7 separate regions of the Mus musculus genome follow, and all the other regions are linked to region 1. The links are chromatin contacts, called in public HiCAR-type, HiChIP or PLAC-seq and promoter capture Hi-C maps. All regions are on one chromosome and are shown on one strand. Each heading gives the region's core, a stretch centred on a gene start, on an enhancer-like site or on the middle of the called end of the contact. The rest is flanking DNA. Distances are from core to core; before and after follow the strand shown.

Region 1 (4,059 bases), core at 560-3,059:
TTGGACTAGCTGCAGCCTCTGCCCTTGGACTAGCTGCAGCCTCTGCTCTTGGATCAGCTACAGCCTCTGCCCTTGGACTAGCTGCAGCCTCTGCTCTTGGACTAGCAACAGCCTCTACTCTTGGATCAGCTGCAGTCTCTGCCCTTGGACTAGCTGCAGCCTCTGCCCTTGGACTAGCTAGAGGCTCTGCCCTCTGGTTAGCTGCAGCCTCTGCCCCCTGGTTCTCTGCAGCCTCTGGGTGCTCCTCAGCTGGCATGCCTGTTCCCTGAGCGAAGGGTGGCACCTGCTCCTTCCTGCATCGTCTCAGGGAAACCCACTTGATCTTGGGCTTCCAGCGTCTAGTACCCAGCATCTGGTCACTCCGGTCTCCTGTGTTTCTGGAGCTATCATCGTCCGAGCTGGCTTGGCTGTGTCTCATTTCTCCAGCCCTCTCAGCTGCTGTGGAGGCCTGCTGGGTCTGGCCCACCTCGGAGCCTGATCTGGGTGCCCAGCCCTTCACCCTCTGTTTCAGCTTCCCCCAGGACACCTGGCTAACATACTCCCTCCATCTGTCGGCCTTGGATGGCTGGGGCCCCAGGTTGTTCTCAAACATGGGCACTGGAAGATTGACTCGGCGTCGTGGAGGAGGCGCGCTGGGCTTCTCCCCACGGCGGAGGAAGGCCTCCACCAGCTCCTGATCATCCTCACTCTCCACATCGCTGCCCAGGAATTTGCTGCCCAAGTAACTGACCGGCATTTTGCGCACCTTCCTGGTCCTCCCGGAGGAGCTCCTGTTGCCTTTGACTTTGGAGGTATCGAAGTCACTCAACTCACTGTCGCTGCCATTGCTGCTGTCATAGGTACCTACAACCAGCCGAAGTGGAGGAGTGACCATCTGCGGGACTCTCCTCACTCTCAGCTCCTTGGTTCTTTTGCGGGGTTGGGGTGGGTGTGGAGTGCTCTTTTCGATGATACGGGCCACATCTTCCAGGGTGCGGCCCTCCTCCTGCAAAAACTGGATTAGCCGCTCCCGAAACTCAGCTTCCTTCGTTGCAGGCTTGGAGATGACTCTCCACACGCCCCCAGCCAGGCGGACCTCCCGGGGGATGAGCAGATAGTCAACATCCTCCCCAATCTGCAGCATCCCCACCGTGGAGTCCTCTTCTTTGCGGAACACCTTTCCGATTTTCTTAAAGGTGCCCACAGGCCTTAAGGCCTCCACTAACACGTCCAGATCGACATCTTTGCAGACGTCGGGGACACTCCAGAGGATCAGGCAATCGGGAGACGGAAGGAAGCCCCAGGGGAACCATCCCCCTACGTGGCTTTTTTCGAGAGTCTTTAAGATCTCCAGCGTGGACGCTCGAGTGGGGGCAAAAAGCCCAGACACTTGGCTGCTAGTCTTGGGGAGGGGGCGGTGGACAGTCCTAGCAACTCTGCTCGCACAGAGTGTCTCCTCCCTACAATTTTCTCTTCAGGAAACAAGTCCAAGTTGGCTTCCCCAACCCCCTCGGAGTTGTAGCAAGCAGTTTTCCAGGATGCTTACATGAACTGAAGCACGCTCATTCCCGAGGCTCAAAGTTCAGTCCAAACTGGAATCGCCAGTGTCCCGGCTCCAAGTTGGGGTCCCACGAGCTCCGATCGCTTCTCCCTTGCCCCAGACACCAGGATATAGCTGAAAGTTCTTGGGAGGACTCTGCAGACAAAGACGGCTCAGCGTGGCCTTTCAATATGGCGAGGTGCTTAAAGGCCTCCGCCCAGCCCCGAGGAGGGTCTCCCGCCCCCAGGCAGTCTGCCACCCGCTCCAAACTGACCTTGCGCTCAGTCTGTGGTGGAGCTGAGAGCCGCAGGAAGTTTCTGGGCGCCCTCCCCTCCTGGGTGAGGCCCACCTTCTCCTTCTCATCTTACACTCTAAGCCTGGGAAGACTGGCAGCGGGGCTGTCCACTCCCCTTCAGGGCAGCCTCCCTCTCCTCCCCCACAGAGGTGTGGCTGCCCCCCAGAGCCTCAATGGGGCCAGGGCTTCCCTTAGCTGCAGCCAAAACCCACGTCATCATCCTTCCCAAAAGGCAACGGGTCCCCCAACCTGCCATCCTAGACGTGCAAGCCCAAAAGGTGCGAGTGCTGATGGCTCAAATCCTTTGAAGGCTATTGCAATTATGAACGTGCGTTTAAAATTAAGGGGATGGGACTAGAGGTGGCTCAATGGTTAGGAGCATGGGCTACCTTTATGTAAGACCTGGGTTTGACTCCCAGAACCAATACGATGGCTCAAAACCCTGTTTATTTCCAGTTCCAGGGGATCCAATACCCTCTTCTGATCTCTGTGAGCACTGCATATACGTGGTACACACACACACACACACACACACACACACACACACACACACACACACACAGAGAGAGAGAGAGAGAAGACATTCATGCACACAAAAAGGGGCACACAAGATAACCCAATGGGTAAAAACATTTCCCCAAAGCCTGAATTCAATCCCAGAACCCACATAAAACCAATTCTACAAAGTTATTGTTCAATCTCCACATGTGCACCCCTATACACAGATTGTACATATATTAATTCACACACGATAAACACGGGTTTTGTTTGTTTGTTTGTTTGTTTGTTTGTTTTTCGAGACAGGGTTTCTCTGTGTAGCCTTGGCTGTCCTAGAACTCACTTTGTAGACCAGGCTGGCCTCGAACTCAGAGATCCACCTGCCTCTGCCTCCCAAGTGCTGGGATTAAAGGCGTGCGCCACCATGCCCAGCCCGATAAACACGTTTTTAAAGTAAAATATTTTCTTGGAGTTGGAGAAATGGCTCCATGGTTAAAAGCACAGGCTGCTCTTTCAGAGGACCTGGGTTCAATTCCCAGCACCCACATAATGCTCATAAATGTCTGTAACCCCACCTCTAGGGGATTTAACACCCCCCCCCCACTGATATACATCAAAACACCAAAGCACATAAAATAAATATATTTTTTAAATAAAAAATTTTCTTAAAAATAAAAAAACCTTTAAGATCACAGAGATGTTGTACCCTCAGTTCTTAGTTTATGTATCCCACGTGGCCTCAAACTTTCAGGGATCCTCCTGCCTCAGCCTCTGTCTACTAGGCTTTACGTAGGCCACTATTATCAGGCTTAAGCAACAACAACAACGGCCAGGTAAGGAAGTGACTTTAATATCAATATAAGAACATATATCAGGCATGGGATGCACACTTGTGATCGCAGTAATTGAAGGCAGGGGGATGAGGAGGGTAAGGTCACTCGCAACTTCAGAGAGCTCACACCAGCCTGAGCTACAAGAGACCCAGGGGCTGGAGAGGTGTCTCTGTGATTAAGAGCGCTTGCTGCTCTTATAGAGGATTCGGTTCCCAGCACCCACGTAGTGGCTTACAGTCACCCAGAACTCCAGTTGATGGGGATCTGATACCTTCTAACCTTCACAAGAAGCATGCCTGCAAAGGTTACGCAAGCGAGAGCGCGCGTGCGTGAGCGCACACACACAATCATAAAAAAAAAAAATTAAAGTAAGATAAACATTTGTGATTTTATTTAACCCAGAAAAACCTTGGAGGCAGATCATGAGCAATGAGGAAAAGGGAAAGGGGACGGAGAAAAAGAAGGTGCAGGAGAGGATTTTTCAGGTTCAGGTTTGGAGTCGGGGTGGGGTGCTTTGTTTGGGTCCTGTCCTGGCTTCAACGTCCCCATTGGGGGTAGGAGGGAGGACGCTTTTGCTGGCTCTGCTTAGGTGAACTTTCCTCCTCTTCACGACATGGAATTCTAGCTGCTCAGCCCAAGGCCTTGAACGTGACTAGTGGTCTCCAAGGCAACAAGGGGCCCTGGCTGAGCTTAGGGGAGAAGCTGGGAACTTCCACACAGCAGGCACAGAGGCAGCCCCTCCTCTGGCCCCTCCAGCCTTCCTTAGGCCTCTTCCCCAAAGCAGAGGTGCTTTGAAGAGAAGCCAAGACACCCCTACCACACCCCGCAAGGGCTTTTAAAAGTGGTGGCGTGTGAATTCTAAGTCTTGAGGTTGGGGATTTAGCTCTGTGGGGGAGCATTTGTCTAGCAAGCAT
Region 2 (3,862 bases), core at 1,208-3,707, 2.2 Mb before region 1:
TTTAAGATTCTGTGACTAAGATGTGAAATATCCTTTAAGTCGTATCAGCATTTTAAAGATGACATCAAGCTATTCCCAGTGACAACGTTCTAGAACGCTCTCCCAACGTCCTCTGATGAACGACAATATTCTGTCACGGGTACCAACATTCGCTCGCTGTATCCAAGACTTTTCAAGCTCAAAAGGTCCAGTCCTGTTCATCCCTTCCCCTCGTTCTCCTCTCCAACGGGTTCGCCCCGCCAAGAAGCCCTAAGGACAGAGCTTCTATGACCCCTGGCGGCCGACATGGGGATTACAGGACAGAGATGACACCCGATCGCTTTCCCCACAGGGAGTTTCTGTCCTCTGGTCCCACTTTATGTTGCCTCTATAGCCCCACCTCAGATTTAGCTCTTTTCCTTCTCTTCCGTCTATTGATTCAGTTTTAAATGACTCCCTCATCATTTTCCTTTCCCGTCCTTCCTCCCACGGGGGTGGGGGATTCTAAGTGGCCCTCCTCCACCTCCCTTCCAGACCACTCCTACCCAGACTCATTGCTGAGACAATCTAGGAGACCCTGGCTTCCAGCCCGTGTCAAGTAAAGATGGTAGCAGGAACAGCTAGCGGGCTCGGAGGTCTCACTTGCCATCCCGAGTCCTGTGTCCGTCACTAAGCCAGCCGCGCCTGCCCGCTGGACTCACGCACTGCAGCCTCCTGTTCCACCCCCTCCCTCTCCCTCCGTGATCCAATCGCCTGCCTTGTCCTGCCACCCCGTCCTCTACCCCCACCCACCCAGTGCTCCGCAGGTTCGGTGTCTGGACCTGCAGAAGGAGGGGGGAGGGGGGCTCTCGAGGTCGGAGGGAGAAGATTGCAGAGACTTGAGACCTCTATCGGGAAGTCCCAGGGTCCTGTGAAGAAGACGGTGTCAGGGAGTTTAGAGATAAGCCAAGGACTGCACAGCCAGTAGGGGGTAGGGGAGCCAGCAACCCACCTTATTTTGAGCCCTTTTCTACCTCCGGTAAATAATGTTACCGTTGGAAATACAAGAGCTAGGCCCCACACTTAACATGTTTCCCACATCATGATATGAGCTTAATAAATCCAAAATAAGATGAACCAATAAATATGGCAGCTATCCCACCCCCACCCTCTACTCTGATGGCTGTAGAGGCCTCATCAAGGACTGTCATCCAGAAGATCCCAGCCACTTGATTCGGACACAGCTTTTCTTTCAGGACCAGAACCCATACTTGGCCTAGCCTGAGACACCCTGTGGTCCTTAACCTTTAGAAGGTAGATGGGGGATTAAATAACATTCTAGTTCCTTTGCCAACTCTAGGGGTCCCTAGCAAAGTGTTTGTGTGCCCAAGGGAGTGACCTCCAAACTCTGAGATGATCCTTTGGCAAGGCCCCCTGATTGACATGGGGGCACATTGACCCTGAACGGTCGTCAGCTTTCATCTGAGGCCTTGCTTGGCCTGATGGTCCCACCCCATGACTCAAGCTCTTGGCTTCCTCCTGGACGTTTTCCTGGCCTAGAGACCAGTGTCCACTCTCCGCGTCTCTTTACCTCTCCACTCCTCCAGCCCAGCTCCCCTCGTACTAAAATGGCCCTACTGGCGCCATACACATTTGTCTAGGGGAGAAGAGGATTCTACCTGGGGTGGGGAGAGGGGGCAGAGGCAAAGCTGAAGACAGTGCAGTGTACAGAAAGTCTTCTGCTGTTTTACTATTCCCAAGCCCAGCCCTCAATTCAGCATTTCCCCCTGCTATGCCCAAAGACAGGGAAGGGTCCCGGGGAAGGGGCTGAGGAGGTAGGGGGCAGAAAGAGTTCCACATCGAGCTGACTCCCTACCCCAACCCCAGGTCTGCCCTCTCCCTCACAGGCTCCTCTACGATCTTTACCCTTCCCTCTGTCTGGACACCTTCGGAGCAGGTGTTTGTTGGGATAGGGGGAGCAGGATCGTGACTTTGGGGATAAAGGACCTTGTTTTGGGGTCAGAATCCTGTTGATGAGGAGAAAGGGAGAATCTCTCACAAGGGAGGAGATAAGGACTTGGAAGAAAAGGGTTGGGGCAGGAGGAGGTAGGTCCACCCTGGGCGGGGCCAGGGTCTGAACTAGGAAGGGGGCTCTCACCGTTGCAGTATTGCAGCAGAGAGGACGTGTCGTAGAGGCCGCAGAAGGCCGGGCCGCGCTCCGCCATTGCCCCACCACAGCCACCGCCGGCCCCCGCAGCCCCAGCTCGGGCCCGGTCCCCCCCCCAGGCCCTGCCTCCCGTTGCCATAGCAACGCCCTTCGTTCCAGCATCCCCAGCACGGCCCACCCAGCATCAGGCGGCCGGCTCTGAGCCTGGCACAGGGGTCATCCCCTAGGATGCCCTGTAAGGGTGTCGAGAGACTGCTCTGTCCGTTCCCCCAACCCCCGCAACAGTCTTCAGGTCAGGATTGGCTGCGTCGGGGTCCCCCTAGGTACTGTCTGGTCCCTCCCACAAACCTGAGTGTATTCTCTCTACACCCTCCTCTCCCGTTAGGAACCAATGAGAGTCTGTCGCGCAGGCTCCTCCGCCAATAAGGATGCGGACGGGTTTGAAGGGGCAGGGTCCTTCCTGCTTTTCATCCTGAAGCGTCGCCCCTCAGCTCTGGAAGGAGGATGGGGTGAAAGAAGACACTCCTATTCCCGAAAGCCTCCTCTAAATCTTTTATCTGATTTCCCATAAGTCCCCTCGCACGACCAGAACTTGACATTGAAACCTTAAATATGACAGGTTATTCTATAACCTGCGCCTGTATCCTAGCCGGATCCCCGCTCCTTGTTTATTAGAGCTAGACACGCCCCCAGGGCTCTTAGCTCCACCCCCTAAATCTAGAAACAACAAAAGTTCTAATCCCGCCCCTAGAGCAAATAGCCACACCCCCTTGAACATCTCAGGACTGGAACCTTGGACCAGACGCTCTAGTAGAGTTAGCCCCGCCCTCAGAATTTAGAGCCCGCCCTCAAGTCATTAGCCCCGCCCTAACCTTCCAATCCACTTCATCCACAGAAGCTATTAGCTCCTACAATCCTCCTCTCTCAGGAAGGCGTTATCCAGTCCGTATTTTGACAGAGACCCAGTTGTGAAACCCGGGACCAGCTGGCGGTGTCAGTCAGAGCAGGCTCGGAAACTGGGGAACTAGGAGGGAAGGAGGGGGTACAGAAACTGACAATGGATTTAAAGATGGGGCCGCCTTTCCCAAGTCATGACCCAGACCACGGGGTTCATTTTGCTTTGTTTTGTTGTCTTGTATTTTTGAGTGAAGACATTACTCTATAGTCCAGCCCAGCCCACACCCTACCCTGCGCCCGCTCTGCCATACCTGGGTTTTTTGTTGTTGTTTGAATCAGGGTCTTATATAGCCTAGGCCAGTTTTGAACTCCTTACCTTCATGCTCTGTCTCCATTTCCCAAAATCTGGAGTTACAGGCCAGTGACTCCATCCCTACCTATGTTAGTTTTTTTTTCTTCTTCTTCTTCTTCTTCTTCTTCTTCTTCTTCTTCTTCTTCTTCTTCTTCTTCTTCTTCTTCTTCTTCTTCTTCTTCTTCTTCTTCTTCTTCTCTTTTTCTCTTCTCTTCTCTTCTCTTCTCTTCTCTTCTCTTCTCTCTTTCTCTCTTCTTTTCTTTCTTCCTTCCTTTCTTTCTTTTTAAAGATTGGGTCTCACTATGTAACCTTGGCTGTCCTGGAACTTGATATATAGTCCAGACTAGTCTCCAACTCAGTAGAGCCTCCTGCCTCTGCCTCAGGACTGCTGGAGTTAAGTGTCACCACAGCCAGACCTCTGGCTCTGGGTTTTTGTTTGTTTGTTTTGTTTTGTTTTTTGATGTATTCCTCTCTGTTGTCCAGTCTAG
Region 3 (3,833 bases), core at 322-2,821, 2.1 Mb before region 1:
CAAATAATATCTGGGCACCAGTAGTGATAAACCTCAGCACTCTGGCTCCTGAGGCGGGAAGTTCAAGAGTTAAGAGGCCAGCCTGAGCTACACAGCAAGTCCCAAGACAACACATGTGTACTATATGCACTTAGTCTAAGCACTTTCCAAACATTATCTCCCTAAACTCTCTAGCCTACCAAGGTTATGGATCTCATTTAATAGCTGGACAGATTTCCAAGCTCAGGTCACAGAAAAGACTTAAATCCTATCTGACAGTTGTTCTGGCCGGGTGTCTCCACCAAAGCAGATTCTGACCCAAATTGCAATTGTACATTTACCATTTAATGTTGGCTGACATGGAGAAGATTGCTTAAACTCTCCGTGCCTCTACTTGCTTCCTGTGAAATGAAGATCTACACTTAAGGCACCGCCTGAATCCAGTGAGTTAATACACACACAGCTGAAACCGAACCTGGGCATTTCTTAGAAAAAGATGCTAGCAATAAAGGGGTAGGGCTGGGGACGGGGGTGTCCCCTGCATAAACTGTGGTGTACATAGGCTATTGTCAGGTTTTGAGAAAATGTCTGGGGGGCTGGACTGAAGAATAGGAAATCTTTTAACAACTTGAATCCAGTCAACATTCCTGGGACGGGAGCTTTCCACCAACAGCTTTGACGCTGGGACTTAACTTTCCTAACAAAAATATCAATTTTTATGGAACCTCCCTTTAGCTATCTTCAGAATGGCCTGCTTGTTCTCACCATACATATAAGGTCACAAGAGGGTTACAGAGAGACCTGTGCAGGTCACAAAAGAGAATAAGGAACCTGAAAGCTGGACTGCCCACACAAACCACTATATCTAGATACGACCGGGGCTAGAAGGGTGCTAAAGGTTGTCTCTATGGACCCCATCTGGTCATATCAACCCAGAGTTCTGTGGCTGTCCAGTTTATTGGTAGTTTTTGGTTAGATTAAGACACGATATTGACAGCCACGCTCCTAACTCACGCACCCTACAACGCCTCCTGGTCCTAGAAGCTAACCTGGACCATCGATGACTTCTACCTCCCATCTCTTCAACTGGCCTTGCCGCCCCACCTCGCAATCCCGCAACCCAACCCAATGCATCCGTGGTTAGCCTCTCCCTTCACTCATTTATCCCGGACTCCTATGCCTTTCCATATAACCAGGCTAACTAACCTCCCTCGAAATTACCCACTCAGGGTCTCTGATCTATTCAGCCAGGACTCCAACTCCGCGCCTCACTCCTCCAGCTCCCAATCCCCTTGATAGCTGATTCCAAAGCTCGACTCTCTCCACCTCCAAGACCCCTCCCTAGCCCCCATTCTTCTACTTCCTCGGGCTCCCGTTCCTCTCAATCCCCACCCACAGTGATCTCCCCACACCCAGCCCTTTCTTTAGCCTCAGTTTGCTTCCTCTCGAACCCAAGTCCTGAACACCCCGCTCATACTCTCAAGCACCCGCAGGACCCAGCTTGGGGCTCTCACCATCTCCCCGCGCTGCAGCTCTCCCGACTACGCGGGTTTCCCCCACTCGCTCCTCTCCAGCCTCCCCTTCCGGGTTCTGGCCCCGAAGCCCACTGGGAATTAGAGTACGGGCGGCCATGGACTACAGCTCCCAAGATGCAATACGGTAACTTGGAGGTGGAGTAGGAAACAAACTAGGCGGGCTGAGAGACAGAAACTCTAATTACCAGGAGGCTAAGGGCACACTAAAATACGCAGGCGCAGAAAATTCTCCCGCGAGGGTATCTGGGAAATAGAGTCCAGCCGCCTCCATTTTGGCCCGAGGCCCTTGAAAAGAGAATCGAGGCTACTTCAAAGGGACGTTAGCGAGGGATGAAGAGTTTAGGAAGAACAACTTTATTGATTTATCATGTTAGTTGACAAATAATTAATAATATATGAGTTTTCCCAAACTTTCTCTCCCATTTCTCACCTTCATCTCACTCCCCACACTTGCCTACCACCACCTCCTAATTGGCAAATAAAGAAAACAAGATATCGAAGTGAGGAAAAGCCCAGGCACTATGTTCACATCACAGGTAGAACAGAGCCTCCAGAAGGGCAGGAATCTTGGCAGCATTTCCAAAATGTACGGTTTGAATCTGCCGTGGTGGCACACACTTTTAATCGCACCATTTTGGACGCCGAGGTTAGTGTACCTCTGTGAGTTTGAGACTAGCCTGGTCAAGGGTATGAGACGCTGTGTCAAAAAATAAAGATGAAGCTGGAAAGACTACTCAGAGGTTAGGAAGACATCGCTCTTGCAGAGAATTTGCATTTGCCCCTGAAGATGCCCCTAGAAGCCCCTGTCTAAAACTCCAGCTCTAGGGGCATCTGATGCCTCTGGCATCTGGGGACACCTGCGTGCAGTATTCCTCCCCCCCACCCCCCCAACATGTATACCTAGTTAAAACTAAAATGCTTTTTAAAAATAAATTGTGTAGTTTGTAACCTGAGTTACAAGGTAGTGCATTCCTTGCGTTCCAGACAGACCTGAGACAAAACGGTTACAAGTAGTAGGCAAGCCTGGGCTATATAGCAAGACTGGATCCACACTCAGACACTAAAGGTTACTTTGTTTGCAGCTACAGGAACTGGCATTTCCATGGGGTCTACAAAGCCTCGTTTCAGGGAAAGGTGGCGAAGTTAGCCGCCTGAACAAGGTACTTGACACACAGTGGTCTTTAAGCAGATGCGCCCTAAAGCGAAAGGGTCGGATGGGGACACAGGAGGGCCAGCAGGGGGAGTACAGACACCTCGCGCTTGCGGACACCTGGCAAATCCTGCTGGGGTCTGAGGTAAATAGGTCAGGGGGCGGGGCAAAACAGAGGGCGTGGCCTGAGGAAAGGGCGGGTAATGGAGCAAGAGCTGATTGGCTGATGCTGCGAGCGCGGGAGCGGGAGCACGTGTCGGAGCTGTGGCCCGTGCCCTGCCCCGGGTGCGCGTGCGCACTCGCCGCACTGCCCTTTTCCAACGCTCCTCTGCTCGTGCCTGGCACCGCGTGGCGGGAACGTGGAGGGGGCGTGGCCTCGCCTCAGGCGCTCTGGTGCCTTCGCGCCACAGCCTCGCGCCCTGCCATTCTTCGCTCGGTCTGCGCGTCGGGAGGCACGCGGTCTGCATCCCTGGGACCCCGCGAGCCGCGGGAGCCGCGCGAGCCGCTGCCGGAGCCTTCAGACTGTCGAAGCGTGAGCCCAGTGCCAAAGCAGAAGTCGAGGCTTAACGCCATATTGCAAATCTTGAGGTGAGTGCTGGTGACCAACGGGTGTGGGGCGGCAGACGCCCTGGCTCTAGCTGGCTTGAGGTAGCGGGGAGATGGTGAGGAGTCGTCAGAGTCACACCCTGCGGCCGTGACCCCCTAGGGAGCTCTAGGTCGGATGGAGAGGGACCCCAGAGCTCGAGACCGGTTTGAGGGTAGACTTTGTGTTTGAGGGAATCCAGGCTGGGTTTCTGGAAAGTTATTAGTGGCGTTTGAGACATGGGGTCTCCTGTTCGAGGCTCGGCTTTTGGAAGCTGAAGACGGGAGATCTGGAAATCTTAGTTTGGGGTTCCAGGGGTTACGTTCGGAGGGTCAGAGGTCTAATTTGACAGGGTTGGGGCTTTTCAGTATCAGTGGAGACCATCAAAGCAGGAAAATAGGCTCTGGAGTGGGCACGGCTTGGGTCTTTGAGAATTAATTTTAAAGCCTGGAGTCGTCGTGCTACTCATTGCGTATAGGTGTCAATTTAGGGTTCCAGGTCTCAGTGGGATGCATGCGTGAGGTCTAAGTTTTCTAAGAAGGAAATCACAATGTGAGGATCTGAAGGGACAGTTTTAGAGTTTAGA
Region 4 (4,159 bases), core at 896-3,395, 2.8 Mb before region 1:
TCCTTTCCTCCCCAAGTTGCTTTTCTTGTCACAGTGTTTCATTGCAGTTATGGAAAGCCTGAGTAAGACACTCTGTCTTGGGAAAAAAAAAAAAAAAGTTGGAAGCTACAGAGCATTTACTCAGTGTCTGTCATTTATACCACTAGCCTCATGCCACGTTCCTTGCAAACCTGAGATATTATCTGGATGTCATGTTGCATAGCTACTATAAACACCAACAAACCTCACACTGCTCCTTCTCTGGCGGTGGTTTGGAAAGAACCTGTGCCTTAGTTTACTTTTCACACACGGTGACCCTCACGTGGTGATCGTCGCTGATTAGAACTGGGTCTGTAGACCACAGTGGCTTGGAATTCTGTGAGATCTTTCTGTTTCTGCCACCTAAGTACTGGGATTACAGTTGTGCAGCACCAACCCGACCCCCTTCCTAAGATTCTTGTGAGCAACAAAAGAATTTTGAATAGTGTCCATTGTGGACCTGCCTCTTTTCATAACCCTGACCTTTGGCACCAAGCCACTTTCCCTTCCCATGACTCAGTTCCCCTTCCTTCTCCACGGCTTGATCGGGGACTGCTTGGGAGAAGACTTACACGAGGGCCTGGTGGGCAGACAAAGCTAAAACCCTTTATCAACAATGTTGTTAAAGGGGTGTGGCAACAGCTCAGAAAGGAGAGAGCTAGCTCAACTTGGAGTCAGTGCATGCCTACAATCCCTGGCTGGTTAGCCAGGACGACAGGAGATGCCATCTCATAAAACAAAACCAAGGTGGGTGGAATGGCTTCAAAGGTTGTGCCACCAAACTTGGCTACGTGAGTTGGGGCCCCGGCACCCACTTGCTGCTTCCAACTCAAAGCAAGTTGTTATTTGCCCTTCAGAAGTCAGCACGGCCTGCACACACACAAAATAATCAGCAAGCAAACAAATAGGAGCATTAACAAGAGTGGAAAGCAAGTTGGTCAGAGCCAGGGTCCACTCCTTGGGCCTTGCCACATGGGAGAGGGGCTTCATGTATGTGGCCGGTGGAGAAGGGGCCCTACCCCAGCCCAGGTGGCTCTCTCACAAGAAACCCCCAAATGCCTGGCCCTTGGGGAGGATTTGGCTGTCAGGTACTTCAGCAGCGGAGTACCTGTTCCCCTCCCCCATCCCCAACAAGTGGACCTTCTCATTAGCTCCACTCGGCGGCCCTGGGAATGTGAAAAGGCGGGTGGGGGTGGGGAGGGTGGAGCGTCTACGAAGAGACAAAAGGGCCGCCTCAAAACCAGCCACAAAGACCACAGGATTCTGGTGAGATAGAGAAAGTGGGACAAGGACAACCGGAAGGGACTGGTAGGGCCAGAGGACAGACTGACTGGTCCAGCCCCACCCAGCGGGGTTCGGCCTGCTGGGTTGGTTTATGCTGCCCCCTCGCGGAAGGCTGCGATATAAAAAAAGGATACTGGGTGGGAGGGACGCAGAGGCCAGATGCAGGGACAGGAATATTAAGAGTGACACAGAAAAAAACTATGAGACAAGAAACAGAAAGTGACAGGGACGCAAAGAGAGACGCACACAGTCAAAGGAATGCAACGAGACACGGGGACTAAGTGACATAGGCACATGGACAGACAAAGAAACACCAGAGCAGAGCCACAGAGAAACATGGGGATGCGGAGGGAGACTCAGAGGTAGAGAAAGAGGAGAAATCTGGAAAGAAATGATGCGGCGACACGAGAACCCAGGGCAGAGATCAGAAAGAAATGGGGTCCACTAAGAAGTGACCCCGACCTACCACAGCAGCAGGACTAGGAGAAAGGCTGGGACAGGGGTGTGGCCTCACCAAGGGGCGGTGCCTCAGGAAGGGAGGCCCTATGAGAGCCCACATACTCAGGCTAACCAGAGGGCAGTGGGGCGTGGTCTGGGCGAGAAGGCATGGCTTCTCCTGGTGGGAGGCGACCGGAAGTTTAGAAGGGGGTGTGACCGCGTCTCATTAGAGTGACCAGTAGGGGGCGCAGTGGGTCTTCCCGGGTTGTGTGTGGGCGTGGCTCCATGTCGAGTGGGCGTGGTCAAATAGTTAATTCCAGGAGAAGGCGGAGATAGAATCGTGGGGCCAGACAGGTGTGGGACGCGGGATGGGCGGGGTCTTAGCCCTGAGAGGGGCGGAGCCTGAGCCCTAGGATCGGCTTGGCGAAGAGGGGCGGGGCCTGTGACGTCATGAGTCCGGCCCGCTGGAGCTAAGCGAGGGGCCGGGGGGCGCGGATCCTGAGAGCCAGGCGAGGGAAAGCTGGGCCGAACGAACTGATCCGGGGAGCCGTGAGCGGCGGAAGCCGGCCTGGAGCCGGACACTTCAGACCCCTGACTGCCCTCCCAGCCGATCGGTACACGAAGAGTGGTCCCTAGGCACCCCCTGCCCGGGCCCAGTCCCTCCCCGGGCCCCCCATGGCCCGGGCCGCAGTCCTCCCGCCGTCCAGATTGTCACCGACGCTGCCGTTGTTGCCGCTGCTACTGCTCCTGCTTCAGGAAACAGGTGAAAACGCGCGGATGCCTTCGTCAGTCCTCAGAAGGGAGGGAACGGGGCATCGTCCCCCACCTCACTCCCAGCTCCCCGAGGCCCCTTTCCCTCGTGCCCCCTTCTAGGTTGGCCCTACTGATCGAGATTCTCGCAACACACCGGGCTCTCTCTCCGAGTCTCCTAACCTCCCTCTCTGCACCTCGCGTAATCACAAGTGTCCATTCTAACCCGGGTTTCTGACCCCCTCCACCTCCCTCGGCGTGGAAAGGGTTAAATCCTCCCCATCCTGTGCTGATCACTTATCCGGAATCTGGATTTCCGTCTCTGCTCTCCCCCCTCAGGAATGTGGAGAATGTTCCCCCCACTCACACTAGCTGGAGGGTCGTGATGGTGAGGAGGGACGACACCCCCCCCCCTTTTTTTTCTTTTCCTTCTTGTTGGGTTGGGCATCCGAGGCCCGGGGAGAATTGGGCGCGAGGGGACCCACAGTCGAGGTTCCCAAGACGAGTGTGTGTTGGGGGGGGGATGAGTTCGGTCTTTGGGAGCCCTTGGCAAACCAATGATGAGAGTTGGGGGCACTCAGGGGCAGGAAGGGTGTGAGTCTGGAGTGCAAGCCTCAGGGAGTTTACAGACACTGACCCCTGGGTTCTGGGAAAATTAAGAGGTTCTGCCTCCAGGATCTCAGAAGGCGAGCCTAACCCGGGTCTAGATAGAATTGGAGAAAAGGGGTTCAAACTTGTGGGTCTTGGGTTTAACTGTGGGCAAAGAGCTCTGCTCGCTGGGGTCCAGGTGCAGTTAGGGTCCAGAGGCACTATCTTGGCAGGTTCGGATTTAGCTGTAGGCAATGGAATTTAATGATCAAGGGACTCTGACCTTTACCCCTCTGCCCCCAAATATAATCAAAGGCTTAAAGACGTAGCCTGAAATTGGGAACTTAGTCGGCTGTGTCCCAGGTAGAGTCAGAGCCCGGGAGGTTTGCAGTTTTCCTCCCCTTCCCCCTTTCCTTGTGAGTGGCAACGTCCCTGGGGAAGTTTTCCGGTATCGCTTTCACCTAGTTTGGGAGGGGCGGGGCGGGGCTGGAGCGCTAAGAGTCCCAACTCCTGGTTTCGGGACCTTATCTCTCCTTTGGTCACGCCTTTGTCCTCGAAGCACTTGGAGAGGTAAATGGGAGGAGCCTCCTCTCTAAGACTCGCTCCCCTTTCCCCACCCCCCAGCCCTGGAGGGGACTTGGGGCTCTGCGAGGCCAGGGGGTGGGGGTGGGGGATGGGGTGAGGTGTAAACAGGTGTGCTGACCTCGCCCCGCCCCTAGCAGGTGACCTGGCTGTTTCTTCCTAACTACACACTCTGGGATGGGGAGCGGGGAGTTTCTGGAGAGTTTGCTCAGAACGGGGATCAGAAGGATCGTAGGGAGAATGCCTGTCACTTTTGGCCTCGTTTTTTCTTTCGTCACCTCCTTTGAGGTCATTGGCCTTGACCTCCCAGATAGATGAGATCTGTACCTGTCCCTCTGAGTGAATTCTTAGAATCCACCCGTGTGGTACCTCATAGCAGATTCCACAGAACCCCAGAGCAAACCTTGTTCCCCTTCCCAGCCTGCGAACGGGGAAACCGAAAAGGACACTCTCCCAAGGTTCCACTCCCGTCCCTTGAAAGCCTTTGAAAGCCAGCAAC
Region 5 (3,939 bases), core at 1,422-3,921, 2.9 Mb before region 1:
TTGCCCTCCTGGCTCTGTTTTCGTCTGTCTTTCTGTCTACATGCCCACTCTTCTGCCTCTACCCTGCCCAGGTCCTCCCTCCCCAACCTCCCCTCAATAAACCCCCCTTTATAACAGATCTGTTAGGTTTCATACCAGATCTGTTGCTTAGTGTAAGGCATGGGACCGCCAGGTACCCCCCTCACTGCATTATAGTTCATAACACTCCTGACCCCTCTCATGATGGAGGAGCCCTGAGAATGGCTGCCACCTGCTGCAGACACCTAAGCAAAGCCCAAACTCTCTCACTAGCTTAGAGACAAGGGCCATCTTGGCTCAGAAGAAAAAGGAACTAGAGACTCAGGAAAAGAAATGAGAGGGGGTGGGGTGGAAGTGGCATTTGGCACCTCAGACAGTTTCATGTTTTGTGGTGACATTAATTTGATTTAGAAGTACTTGAGGAGAACGAGAAAATTAAAACCACTGTGGCTGTGTTCCCCTCTGCAGAACACAGTTAGAATTGCCAGTCAGTTTTACTTATTCATTTTTGTGCTATCTGCTCTGTACTTGTCCTCCTGCATGCTTCTCCCACCCCTAACACCGCCAGCTTGGTTGGCCAAACCTACCTAGGCCTAGGCAGCAACTGAAGAGTCGCCATTCACTGGAAGAGTGTCTAAAGAAGGAAATGTTGGGATTCCTCATTTAGAAAGTAACACTGTGAATTAGGAAAGCAGGGGCTTCACCGCGCCTCAGGCATTTTGCTTACAGGCTTCATAACTTGAGACAGATTCTCAGAGCCCACATTGTAGCGGCAAGAATCGACTCCTGAGGATTGTCCCCTGACCTTCACACAGGTATCAAGGCATGCATAGGCATCATGTGCACACTCACACTACACACGTGCATGCATTCATACACAGAAACTTCATTCACACACACATACACACTGCACACATACACATCAGGCAAACACTACATACATAGGCACACTCATGCACCCTCACATACACTTCATATACACTACACGTGCATACACTCATGCATACTACATACATACATACATACATACATACATACACACACAGTACAAACACATATATTCAAGCACACACACTTCATATATGTGCACACTCATATACACACTACATACATAAGCACACTCACACACATACTACATACACACACACATGCACACTTATACTAGAAACACACACTACATAAATACACTAACTCATACATACACATCCAGGCATACACATACATACATACACACATACATACATAGCAGTTTAGAATCTATCAAAATTGAAAACAGACATTAAAGAACAGCAAAAAAAAAAAAAAGTTAATAAGAAAAATGTAAAGGTTGGTGTCAGCTTCCCCAGGAATCCGACTTTTCCACCGTTTGTTTTCTTTCACTTCAGGAAGCTAACAAGCTCTGTGTGTGTGTGTGTGTGTGTGTGTGTGTGTGTGTGTGTGTGTGTGTGTGTTATGGGAAAGGACTAGAGACGCTGTATTCACAGGGCAGAAACAGGGAGGGAGAGAGAAGGGCACAGAACTTTTTCCCTTTTCGGGTGTGTGTGGGAGGTGGTTTAGTGACCTGCCAGTTTATACCACAGCAATGGGGAGATCTGGGAGAAGGGGAAGCCCACAGTCATGACAGCATGGTCAGAGAAGGAACAGAATGGTTACAGGCTCTCAGTGTGGAAATGCCACAGGACTCAAGAAACTCCAGAGATTTCCAGAAGACTTGCCCCTCAGATTCCCATTCAGAATTAACCGAGAGCAGGAACTGGGGGGGGAGGAGGTGAAGGTTGGGGAGCACAGGCCCGGCATTGCTGCATTCCAAGGTGTTGGGAGGAAGATCAGGAGTTCAAGGGTAGTCTAGAACAATCGTTCTCAACCTGCGAGCTTCAACCCCTTTGGGGAACCATATCAGATATCCCACATGTCATATTTACATTATGATATTTACATGTCCCATATTCACATTATGATTCATAACAGTAGCAAAATTACAGTTATAAGTAGCAATGAAAATGATTTTATGATTAGGGGTCACCACAGCATGAAGAACTGTATTAAAGAATCCGGGCATGGTGGCACACGCCTTTAATCCCAGCACTTGGGAGGCAGAGGCAGGCTGATTTCTGAGTTCGAGGCCAGCCTTGTCTACAAAGTGAGTTCCAGGACAGTAAAACCCTGTCTCGAAAACAAACACACAGAAACAAAAACAAACAAAGAAAAAAAGTATCGCGCACTGGGAAGATTGAGAACCACTGACCTAGAATGTGCTTCATGAGACCTTATTTCTTTTTTTAAACAGTTTCACTGTGTAACTCAGACGAGGCTGGATTTGTCTACGGTGGACCCGGCTGACACAGAACTCACAGATCTGCCTGCCTTCCAAAGTGCTGTGATTAAAGACATTTGAAGCCTAGCCCCCTGCCCCCCATTATTTTTAATTAAAAAAAAAATCCGGGATGATCTCACGTGGCCCAGGCTGGCCTTAAACCCGCTTTCAATTCTGATGATCCTCTTGCCTCCATCCTCCCCACCCGACTCAGGTGCTGGGATGACAGGTTTACAGAACACTAATCGTCAGGGTCGTTCACTCATCAACCAGCCCGGCAGACGTGCTTGGCTGTGTGCGCCTGCCCAGCAGGGGACCGCCCTCAATGGGCCGTCCCTAGGCGGCACCCGCTTAGCTGAGATTCCAGCACTTGACTTCAGGGTTTCGGAGAGATAAGGCGCTTGGCCGTTACTAACTGGACTACAAAGAGCTGGATCGGACCGGAACCACATGGCTCAACTCGCCCGAGCCACCCGCTCCCCGCTGTCATGGCTGCTGCTGCTGTTCTGCTATGCACTCCGGAAAGCGGGTAAGTAGCCCCGCGCCCCGCGCCCCGCGCCCCGCGCCCCGCGCCCCGGCCTGTGCGCACCTCGAGAGGCCCTCCCAGGCCACCCGATCCCTTCTTCCCGGCCCAAAGTCCTAGGTCTGGATTCTGGAGCAGAGATTCCAGAAAATAGGGCGTGGTGACTCACACCGGCCACCGGAGTACAGGGGAGGATGAGGTAGGAGGGTTGCCTTGAGTTCCAACGTAGCCTAGACTCGGGAATGAGAACCGGATTTGCTCCACTTCGCGCACGCTTGCGCACGCGCACACACACACACACACACGCGCGCGCGCGCGCACACACACGCACGCACGCGCGCAAAAGATGTTTTATTATTGTAAAATAAATGACTCGTACACTGAGAAAAAGTCTGGGTGACTCATGCCAGGAACCTTAACCCTAGTGGCCACACTCTCTCCAGCAAGTTAATCGTGACTGACTCAGAGTTGATTTATTAGTTCATTTTCCTTTCGCTGAGTTGGAGACTGAAGCCTCACTGGGGAATTGTAGCACAGGAGTCTACCCCTGAGCACACAGGGTGCTGAGGATAGACCCTTGGTCCTCACACAACCTAATTCGGAGCCCTGTGCTATTCCCATTGTTTCAGTGGTTGACCAGCAGCAAGTCAGGCTGGGCGCTCAGAGTGAGCTCAGAGTGACTGGAACCAAAAAACCAAACCAAACCAAACCAAAACAGGGAGGTGGTGGCTCATGCCTTTAACCCCAATAGGGGAGGCAGAGACAGGTGGAGCCCCGTACAGGGGTACCCTAGGGTCACCATGACGGGTCCTGGGTTCCCAGAACTTCACTCTGAAGTCATTATCAGACTTCTCAAGTATTCAGAAATGCCTGATACTGTATTCCCTAATGTTGAGGGCCTACTGTGTATTGGGCTAAAGGAGAGAGTCTCACATAGGGCCTAGCAGAGTGACTATTGAATGGCTCGGATTCAAACCCCACCGTATCTTGTCGTCTTATGCCTGCGTGATCCCCCTAGCAAATTCTTCTATGCCTCCATTTCTGCATATGTAAGTGGTACCTGAAGCCCAGTGTGATGGTGCTC
Region 6 (3,739 bases), core at 635-3,134, 2.7 Mb before region 1:
CACATATATGGTGCACATCCATACATGAAGACATAAAATAATGAATTTTTTTTTTTTTTTGAGTCAGGGTTTCTCTGTATAGCCCTGGCTGTCCTGGAACTCACTTTGTAGACCAGGCTGGCCTCGAACTCAGAAATCTGCCTGCCTCTGCCTCTCAAGTGCTGGGATTAAAGGTGTGAGCCAGCACACCCGGCTATTTTTTTTTAAAGAGTGTTTTAGTAGGGATATAGACACTCTCACCAATTAAGGGGGCTTGTTTCCAGAGGATCAGTGTTCAGTTCTCAGTCTTCCTGTTGGGTATCTTATAATTGCTTATTGAAACAGGTGAAGTTAGAGATTCACTGGCTTCTGCCTTCTCAGTGCTGAGACTAAAGTCGAGCACCAACACTCCCAGTCCTTGATTGTGGTCTAACAATCTTTGACTTTTTAGTTACTATAAAATTTGAGAACTTTTTGTAACTGATATAATTCACTAACTTTGTAGCTAACAATTTGAGAGATTTTGTATCTAATGTAAAATCATGGTGTTCTTGTGCTGTGCCATGAAACAAACGTTCGTGAACCCCAAAAAGACCACCAAGGAGCCAAATCCAAAGCAATTGCATTAGGATCTTTTTATTCAAGCTCTTGTTGCGGTGTAGCCTAGAACTAGTGCTAGGTACCGGCCTGTTAGTTTACTTGAGTTCAATCTTAAGTCAGATTCTCTGAGATGGAGTCTGAACCCAAAGGAATTGGTCTCTCACTTGTTTAATGTGCTGAGACATAACCTGTAATCCCCGATAGCACTCCTAGCACTCCTGAGGATGAGGCTAGAAGATGCCGCAAGTTCTATGCTTGCCACAGCCAGGGCTTCATTTCAAGACCTTTCCCTTTACCCATCAAAACGAACAAACAAAAGGAGAAAATAGGATTATTACTCTCATGTATGTTATGTTTTAATCCCAGTATTCTGGAGGCTGAGGCAGGAGGATCAGGAGTTGAGGCCGGCCTGGGCTACAGAATGAGATCCTGTCTTTGTGTTTAAAGATTCGAGGTTTGCAAGAAAGCACAGACCCCTAATGGAAGACGAGTGCTAAACTAAGCGGCCTAAAAGCGGCTAAGGTCCGGGATGAAGGTGGCTCAGCGGCTAAGAGCATATCTGCTCTTCCAGAGGTCCCGAGTTTACTTCCGAGCAACCACACGGTGGCTCACAACCATCTATAAGGTGATCTGATGCCCTCTGCTGACATAAAGATACAGTGCTCGTGTACATAAAACAAATAAACGAGTCTTTATTTGAAAAAAGTGACTAGGGTCCCATTTCCAGGTGTGGTGTCCGTAAGAAAGCAGATACGGCCTAAGGATGAACTACAGTCTCCGAGGGTTGATGACGAAAGCTTAAGACAAGGAAATCGCATCAGAAGCGAAAAGAACAAAGTAATGACCACCCCTTAGGTCGAAAATCCGCAGCCAGAGAGGGGTTTTCTCTTCAAGAGGGGCGTGGCTCTAGCGAATCGCTACGGTGGCCGGAAAAGCTCCGAAACCATCGACTTTGTAAAACCCGAGAAGAAACGGCCATCCGAACTGCGGTGGAATTGCTTGGGAAGACCATACAATCAAAAAAATAACCATCCACCTTGGCCGAGTGTAACAAGTAGAACCCATGAAAAGAGCATTTCCTGCTATAGAAAGTTCAAGCACTCGGAGAAGTCACTCCCTGCTAGACCAAAACAACCAAATTGCGGTGAAAGGGGCGGACGTCGAGTACGGTGGCCTAGTTGGTCCTTCAAGAGGGCGTGGCTTGAGGCGCTCCATTCTGATACGGAAGCCTGGTGGGGACGGGTTAAGCGTAAAATCTCGCGCGATCGCGCTGGCGCCGTCGGGGACGGGGCGGGGCTGGCGGCGGGGGCGGGGACCCGGAGCAGGAAGATGGCGGCGGCGCAGGAGGCGGACGGGGCCGGCAGCGCCGTGGTGGCGGCCGGGGGAGGCAGCTCTGGTCAGGTACGGAGGCCGAGAGGTGCCTGAGGGGGCTCTTCCCCAGCGGGGGGCACCCCTGCAGGGAGTGTCTTGTCCTTTTTGGAGGAACCCGGTGCACCGGGGGCTCCATGCCCCAGAGGGACCTTGAATATTGGGCCCTGGCGGCGCCCGGCCGCCCAGGAGGCCGGACGGTGGCGGGAACCCGGCCCTGTTGCGCGCCGGGTCTCCTGCAGGCTCGCGCCGGGCGTCCAGCGGACTCCTTGCTCGAGCGGAGGAGAGGGTGGCGCGGAGGGGCGCAGACTCGGTCCTCGACTGTGTGGTTCCAGCCTCCAGCACTGTTTCTAGAGAGGGCTGGTGTTCCTGGTCCGCTCCGCAGTGCCCGAGATCGGGGGCAGTGGTTGGTTAATTGAGAGTTTTCAAGCTCAGGGCAAATACGGTAATTGTGGTGGGTAGAGGGCATGGGCTGCGGAGGCCGACCGACCCATTTCACAGACAAGGATCCGAGGGACGACAAGACGAAGGCGCTTGTAGAAGGTCACCCAGGTTAGTTTTGGTGTCCGTTCTAGGAAAAAGCTGACTGTGGGTGGTCTGGGCTGAGATGGGCGCTGTTTTAGCCCAAGCTGATCAAATAAATAGAGAAATAATTGATCCAGGCGCGTTTGCCTCCCAACCCATTACCACCTCAAATAAACTGAGACCTCAGAGCATAGCAGTTCACTCAGGCACCGTGCAGGCTTCTGCTGGAATTGATGGAGTGGAAGCAAGGTGCTGTCGACCCACCCACTGGGATGTCACTGCCGTGTAGGAGGCAGCTCAGGGGTGAGGAGTACCGACTGGGAGGGGTGCATGTAGCTGACTGGATGTGACCTTGGACAAGTTTTCTTCCTTTGGGTCTTTATTTCCCCAGTGGTTAATGGAGGACTTGGGCGAGAGGGCCAGCCTTATGGCTATAAAGATGTCTCCAGTCATGTCCCTGCAGTGAGGGGAGTGGGAGAGGAGATGGTAGCGTAAACAGACTCGGGAAGTGACAGAAGTCGGGATGAGGGGCTGTAGGGTCTCAAAGGAGGGGGACAGATACACTCAAGTGATGAGGTAGAACCCACCTTTTCTGACTGAGTCTTTCTGGCATTTCCAACCAGACCTTGGGTGCACACAGCTCAGGAAATTGCTGGTTTATCCCTGCTGTGGTGAATACACCAGCGGGGTCTGCAGGGACGTCCTAGCCTCTGGTCCTTGGGACTGGCTCCTGTAAGTTTCTGTTGATTATTGGGTGGCAGTGGCGTGAGAGACTGTTGAGCTTCCAGTCACATGTGGAGCCTCTCTGGTTCCCATCTCTGCTCTAAATCTTTGCTTTGTGACTTTGGTCAGGGTCTTCCTATGAAGCTAGGGCCGATGGTGGCCCTTCTGCTTCAGCCTCCCAAGTGCTGGGATGACAGTCTACTTCTAATCCTAGCTTATGCTTGAAAAGTTTTAATGCTCATACTTTGGCCTTCAGGATAAAGTACACATTTTTTTTTTCTTTTTCTTTTTTCTCTTTTTTTAAAGCAGATCAAGATCTGGCATGAACTATTTTCTTTAGACTAGACTAGGCTTTCTTTGTTCTTTTTCTTTTTCTCTCCCCCCTTTTCGTTTTTATTAATTTTTTGAGACTGTCTTTGTAGCCATCTCACGTTTTTGTAGCCCTGGCTGGTCTAGAACTCAGAGAGTTCTGCCTGCCTCTGTCTCCCAAGTGCTGGAATTAAAGGTGTGCCCATTATACCCTGGCTTGTTTGTTTTTATAGTT
Region 7 (4,046 bases), core at 995-3,494, 2.6 Mb before region 1:
GGGGCCACCGTTGTGGAGTCTTCTGGCCCAGAGCCCCTATCACTGGACTCTTTTGCAGCGCCGGGCCCCGGGGATGTTGGTACTGCTAGCCTTGTGGGCAGCAACATGTTTCCCAACCAGTACCGAGAGGCAGCTTTCGGGGGTGGCCTCCTATCTCCAGGGCCTGAAGCCACGTAGCCTCTGAGGTAACAGAGGAGGCACTGGGTGAGGTATGTGGTATAGCACTCCATTCCGAAGCCAACCTTGATCAGTCTTCCAGCTTCCTCATCCTGAATCGGACATCTGCAGCGCTGGTGGGAAGATGGGGAGCACTCCGGTTCTCTTTGAGCCCATTTTACAGAATGCTGAGTCCGAAGAGGAAAAGGGGCTCCTGCAGATGGACCCCTTCTCAGGACAGATTCTCAGAGATTGTACATAGGGGAGGAGGGAGCAGGTCCCCAGCCTTCTCCCCTAATCCTGAAGAAGGCAGTGGATTGTTCAGTTTTCCCAATAAAAATTAGTTTTTTGAGCCTTTGGGGGTCTTCTTTCTTCTTTACCTAGGAAACTCTAGGTTTGTTTGGAACAAAACATTTGTAGTTGAGAGGTTGGCCTGATGGCTCAGTGGTTAAGAGTTATTGCTGCTCTTCCAGAGGACCTGGGTTCAATAGCAGCATCTACATAGGAGCTCACGATGTGTGATGGCTATTCTTGGTTGTCAACCTGGCTACATCTGGAACTAAAACCCAAAAATGGGGGGGGGGGCATGCATGTGAGAGATTTTTGCTTAAATTGAAGTAGGAAGATCCACTTACTTTTTAAAAAAGATTTTATTTATTTTATGTATGTGAGTACACTGTCGCTGTCTTCAGACATACCAGAAAAAGGCATTGGATTCCATTACAGATGGTTGTGAGCCACCATGTGGTTGCTGGGAATTGAACTCAGGACCTCCAGAAGAAGAGTCAGTGCTCTTAACCGCCGAGCCATTTCTCCAGCCCCTGGAAGCTCAATTTCTAATCTGGATCTTGAGATGGGAAGACACACTTTTAATCCAGCTCTAATCTGGGCCACGATTTCTGCTGGATTGTATATAGGGATGTGGAAGAAGGAAGCTTTAGGTATTTGCCTGCTTGCCATCGTCTTGCTAGCAAGTCCATTCCTTCACTGGCGTTAGAGCCTTCTCTGTGGTTCTAGTGTATACTGAAGACCAGCTGAGGCATCCAGCCTTGTAGCCCGAGCATCTACTGATCTACTGAGTTCTTGGCCTTTCTGTTCCTAGCCTGCTATTGTTGAATTAACTGAACACAACCTACAGATAATTTTTATTAATCCCACATATATGTCTGTGTGTATACATATATATTTATATATACATATACACGTACATATATGTATACATATATATGTACATATAGGATTAAATAAAATTATATAATATATATGTGTGTGTATACATCTCAGAGAAACATACACCTTCAGGCATACACATAATATTTTTTTTCCGAGACAGGGTTTCTCTGTGTAGCCCTGGCTGTCCTGGAACTCACTTTGTAGACCAGGCTGGCCTCGAACTCAGAAATCTACCTGCCTCTGCCTCCCAAGTGCTGGGATTAAAAGGCGTGTGCCACCACTGTCCGGCAATATAAATCTTTTAAAAAGACTTTTCTATTTTTGTATTTTATGCATATGGGTGTTTTCTCGGCATGTATGCACATCAGAATAGGGCACTGGATCCCATAGGACTACAGTTAAGAGACTGGTTGTTGGGCTGGTGAGATGGCTCAGTGGGTAAGAGCACCCGACTGCTCTTCCGAAGGTCCAGAGTTCAAATCCCAGCAACCACATGGTGGCTCACAACCATCTGTAATGAGATCTGACTCCCTCTTCTGGAATGTCTGAAGACAGCTACAGTGTACTTACATATAATAAATAAATAAATCTTTAAAAAAAAAAAAAAAAAAAAAGAGACTGGTTGTGAGCCCTATGTGAGTGCGGGCAATTAAACTCAGGACCTTGGCGAGAGCTTCCAGTTCTCAATCGATTGTCACCACTCCAGCCCCTAAAAGAAATAAATCTTTAAAAACAACAACAAAACGTGTCTGGAATTCTGGGTTCCTCTACTTAAGCTCTCACTTTTAGGACAGGTCCCAGATGGTGCCACCCTGCAGGCCCCGCCCATAATCGCGAGAGCCACGCCCACATCCCAGAGCCCTTCCTCTCGACCGCGGAAGTGCCTTTTGTGCAGCGCCGCCTCTCTCCTTCGCTCAACCTCTCACTTCCGCTTCCGGTGTGGGTCGTGAGCGCGCGCGAGCGCAGCAGTGGGAGGCGGCGACTGGCCGGTGAGTGCAGGCATCCGACCCCGACCTCCCGGCTTCCGAGCGGTGGCAGTCGACCTCATCCTTGTCCGAGGCGCTCCGGAGATCACCGTGGGTGTCCGCCGGGCCCCGACGGCGGCCCCGCCTGCTTCCGCCCTGACAGGCCTCAGGCTGCGCCCCTCGCCCCTCCTCAGGCCCGAATCCGGGCTTTGGGGTTCGGCACGGACCCTGGTCCCCAGACGCAGCTCCGTCCCTGTCTTTCACCCATCGCTCCGGCCCAGGGCCGCACTCTCTCTTTTTAGCCTGCCTGGCCGGCTTCACGTCCCTCCTTTAGAGCTCAGCCGCCTGACCATCTTCATCCTCTGTCCACGCCCTTCACCTGGCCTCACCCCCCTCCCCAAGCGTGTCTGGGCTGTGCTGTTGCCTCTCTCCACTAACCTACCTTACAACACTGCTGCACCCCCCTCCCGTACCATGCATGGTTCCTGCAGAGGGATCTTAGGGGTTCTTGTGAGCCCAGCCCTGGCAGCTACGGATCGGTTTCAGACATTCCTTTTATTTCAAAAATTCCATTTTTATTTTTCCAGACAGCATCTCACTATGTAGCCTTGGCTAGCCTGGAACTTAGTACATAAACCAGGCTGGCTCCATACTCAGACATCTGCCTGTCCTGCCTTCCCACTGCTGAGATTCAAGGCATGCACCATCACTCCCAGCCATTTTTTTTTTAATTAAAGTAGGATCTCCATATTTAGGTTACACTGGACAGTGTAACCAAGGCTGGCCTTGAACTCAAGACAGTTCTGCATCAGCCTTCCAAAGGCTATCTACTCTATAGTCTTTCATATGGACTTTAGCGAGCAGAATCTAGGAGGATTTTTTTTCCCAGGAGAAGATCTTACCTAGGTCACAGAGAGCTTTCTCATAGTTCTGGAGCTACTGCCACAGGACTGTTAGGAGTCCTTTTGTGCACTCAGCGTCCTGGTCTGCAGCAGGGTCTCTCTCTCCCCTGAAGCCATGGGACTTGGAATTTAGTCCATCAGGATCAACCCCAACATGTCAGAGGACTGTAACTCTACCCACGTGGTCTTTATAGTCCCTTTGACATGTCTGGTGCCCTCCTCCCTCAGGCAGAAGCCTCAGCACCATGTGGCACGAGGCTCGGAAGCATGAGCGGAAACTTCGAGGCATGATGGTGGACTACAAGAAGAGGGCGGAGCGGCGTCGGGAGTACTATGAGAAGATTGTGAGTGAGCAGACTTGAGTGTGGGGCGGGCGGGCTCCAGAGGGAAGGGCCCTGGGCTTGGAGGTGTGTCAAGGCAAGAGCTCTTTTTCCTCACAATCCTAGTCGTCTTCCCCCACACCCCCTTCCACTGTGGCCATTTTTCTATGGTGTTGGAGATAGAAGTCTGGGCCGTGCAGTGCACCACCTGAGCTGCCCTTACCCCGTCTCTTGTTAGGTAGATGGTCTTTTTAGGTAACCTAGGCAGGCCTCAGACTCATACTCTTCCTGCCTGTGTTTACAGGTGTGTGTTGTTACCATGCTCAGCCATAGTCATTTCTTCAGCATAGTGGTTGGTGTAAACGTGAGGGCTTCTGTTTGCCTCAGTCTGCTGTGTCTGGTGCAGTCCCGGTGCACTGGTGTCAAAGACAAAAGACTCTCTAGCTCTCTGAACATTTCAGGAGTCAGGCCTCTGGAACATTCTCTGCTCCTCCATCAATGTGTTCCCAGTGCCCAGAACAACTCAGCCA

Evidence for each region. Promoter capture Hi-C pulls out the DNA fragments that hold promoters and counts their contacts. HiCAR-type assays count read pairs that join an accessible place to other places. HiChIP or PLAC-seq counts read pairs in DNA pulled down with a chosen protein or histone mark.
Region 2: a contact with region 1 is called in an H3K4me3 HiChIP or PLAC-seq map of embryonic stem cells, with 15 times the contacts expected there. The contact joins the promoter of Eml2 here to the promoter of Ccdc8 in region 1. A contact is called at or near these places in 1 of 39 promoter capture datasets (embryonic stem cells) and 1 of 115 datasets of contacts at active chromatin or transcription factors (embryonic stem cells).
Region 3: an H3K27ac HiChIP or PLAC-seq map of embryonic stem cells shows a contact between it and region 1, with 11 times the contacts expected there. The contact joins the promoter of Fbxo46 here to the promoter of Ccdc8 in region 1. A contact is called at or near these places in 1 of 39 promoter capture datasets (embryonic stem cells), 1 of 115 datasets of contacts at active chromatin or transcription factors (embryonic stem cells) and 1 of 9 other capture datasets (embryonic stem cells).
Region 4: a contact with region 1 is called in a HiCAR-type map of astrocytes, with 4 times the contacts expected there. The contact joins the promoter of Nectin2 here to the promoter of Ccdc8 in region 1. A contact is called at or near these places in 2 of 115 datasets of contacts at active chromatin or transcription factors (astrocytes and embryonic forebrain).
Region 5: a promoter capture Hi-C map of embryonic stem cells shows a contact between it and region 1, with 7 times the contacts expected there. The contact joins the promoter of Pvr here to the promoter of Ccdc8 in region 1. A contact is called at or near these places in 2 of 39 promoter capture datasets (embryonic stem cells and liver) and 1 of 9 other capture datasets (liver).
Region 6: a HiCAR-type map of astrocytes shows a contact between it and region 1, with 4 times the contacts expected there. The contact joins the promoter of Clptm1 here to the promoter of Ccdc8 in region 1. A contact is called at or near these places in 1 of 39 promoter capture datasets (hippocampal neurons) and 2 of 115 datasets of contacts at active chromatin or transcription factors (astrocytes and embryonic forebrain).
Region 7: an H3K27ac HiChIP or PLAC-seq map of embryonic stem cells shows a contact between it and region 1, with 8 times the contacts expected there. The contact joins the promoter of Clasrp here to the promoter of Ccdc8 in region 1. A contact is called at or near these places in 1 of 39 promoter capture datasets (cranial neural crest) and 1 of 115 datasets of contacts at active chromatin or transcription factors (embryonic stem cells).

The regions. Positions count from the first base shown.
Region 1 is chr7:16,991,652-16,995,710 of GRCm38.p6, reverse strand. Ccdc8 (coiled-coil domain containing 8) reads right to left here and starts at 1,809. Exons shown (of 1, transcript NM_001101535.2): 1 at 1-1,809. The coding sequence starts at 1,123.
Region 2 is chr7:19,175,016-19,178,877 of GRCm38.p6, reverse strand. Eml2 (echinoderm microtubule associated protein like 2) reads right to left here and starts at 2,457. Exons shown (of 22, transcript NM_001347582.1): 1 at 2,117-2,457. The coding sequence starts at 2,264.
Region 3 is chr7:19,117,597-19,121,429 of GRCm38.p6, reverse strand. It overlaps Fbxo46 (F-box protein 46), which reads right to left and starts at 1,571. Exons shown (of 2, transcript NM_175530.3): 1 at 1,494-1,571. It overlaps Bhmg1 (basic helix-loop-helix and HMG-box containing 1), which reads left to right and starts at 3,086. Exons shown (of 13, transcript NM_001370811.1): 1 at 3,086-3,252.
Region 4 is chr7:19,747,559-19,751,717 of GRCm38.p6, reverse strand. Nectin2 (nectin cell adhesion molecule 2) reads left to right here and starts at 2,145. Exons shown (of 9, transcript NM_008990.3): 1 at 2,145-2,503. The coding sequence starts at 2,416. Gm34744 (a long non-coding RNA gene) reads right to left here and starts at 2,148. Exons shown (of 3, transcript XR_881878.3): 1 at 1,769-2,148.
Region 5 is chr7:19,919,875-19,923,813 of GRCm38.p6, reverse strand. Pvr (poliovirus receptor) reads left to right here and starts at 2,671. Exons shown (of 8, transcript NM_027514.2): 1 at 2,671-2,861. The coding sequence starts at 2,783.
Region 6 is chr7:19,663,175-19,666,913 of GRCm38.p6, reverse strand. It overlaps Clptm1 (cleft lip and palate associated transmembrane protein 1), which reads left to right and starts at 1,884. Exons shown (of 14, transcript NM_019649.2): 1 at 1,884-1,980. The coding sequence starts at 1,909.
Region 7 is chr7:19,602,684-19,606,729 of GRCm38.p6, reverse strand. Clasrp (CLK4-associating serine/arginine rich protein) reads left to right here and starts at 2,244. Exons shown (of 21, transcript NM_016680.5): 1 at 2,244-2,318; 2 at 3,425-3,540. The coding sequence starts at 3,442. Relb (avian reticuloendotheliosis viral (v-rel) oncogene related B) reads left to right here. Exons shown (of 12, transcript NM_009046.2): 12 at 1-508. The coding sequence ends at 177.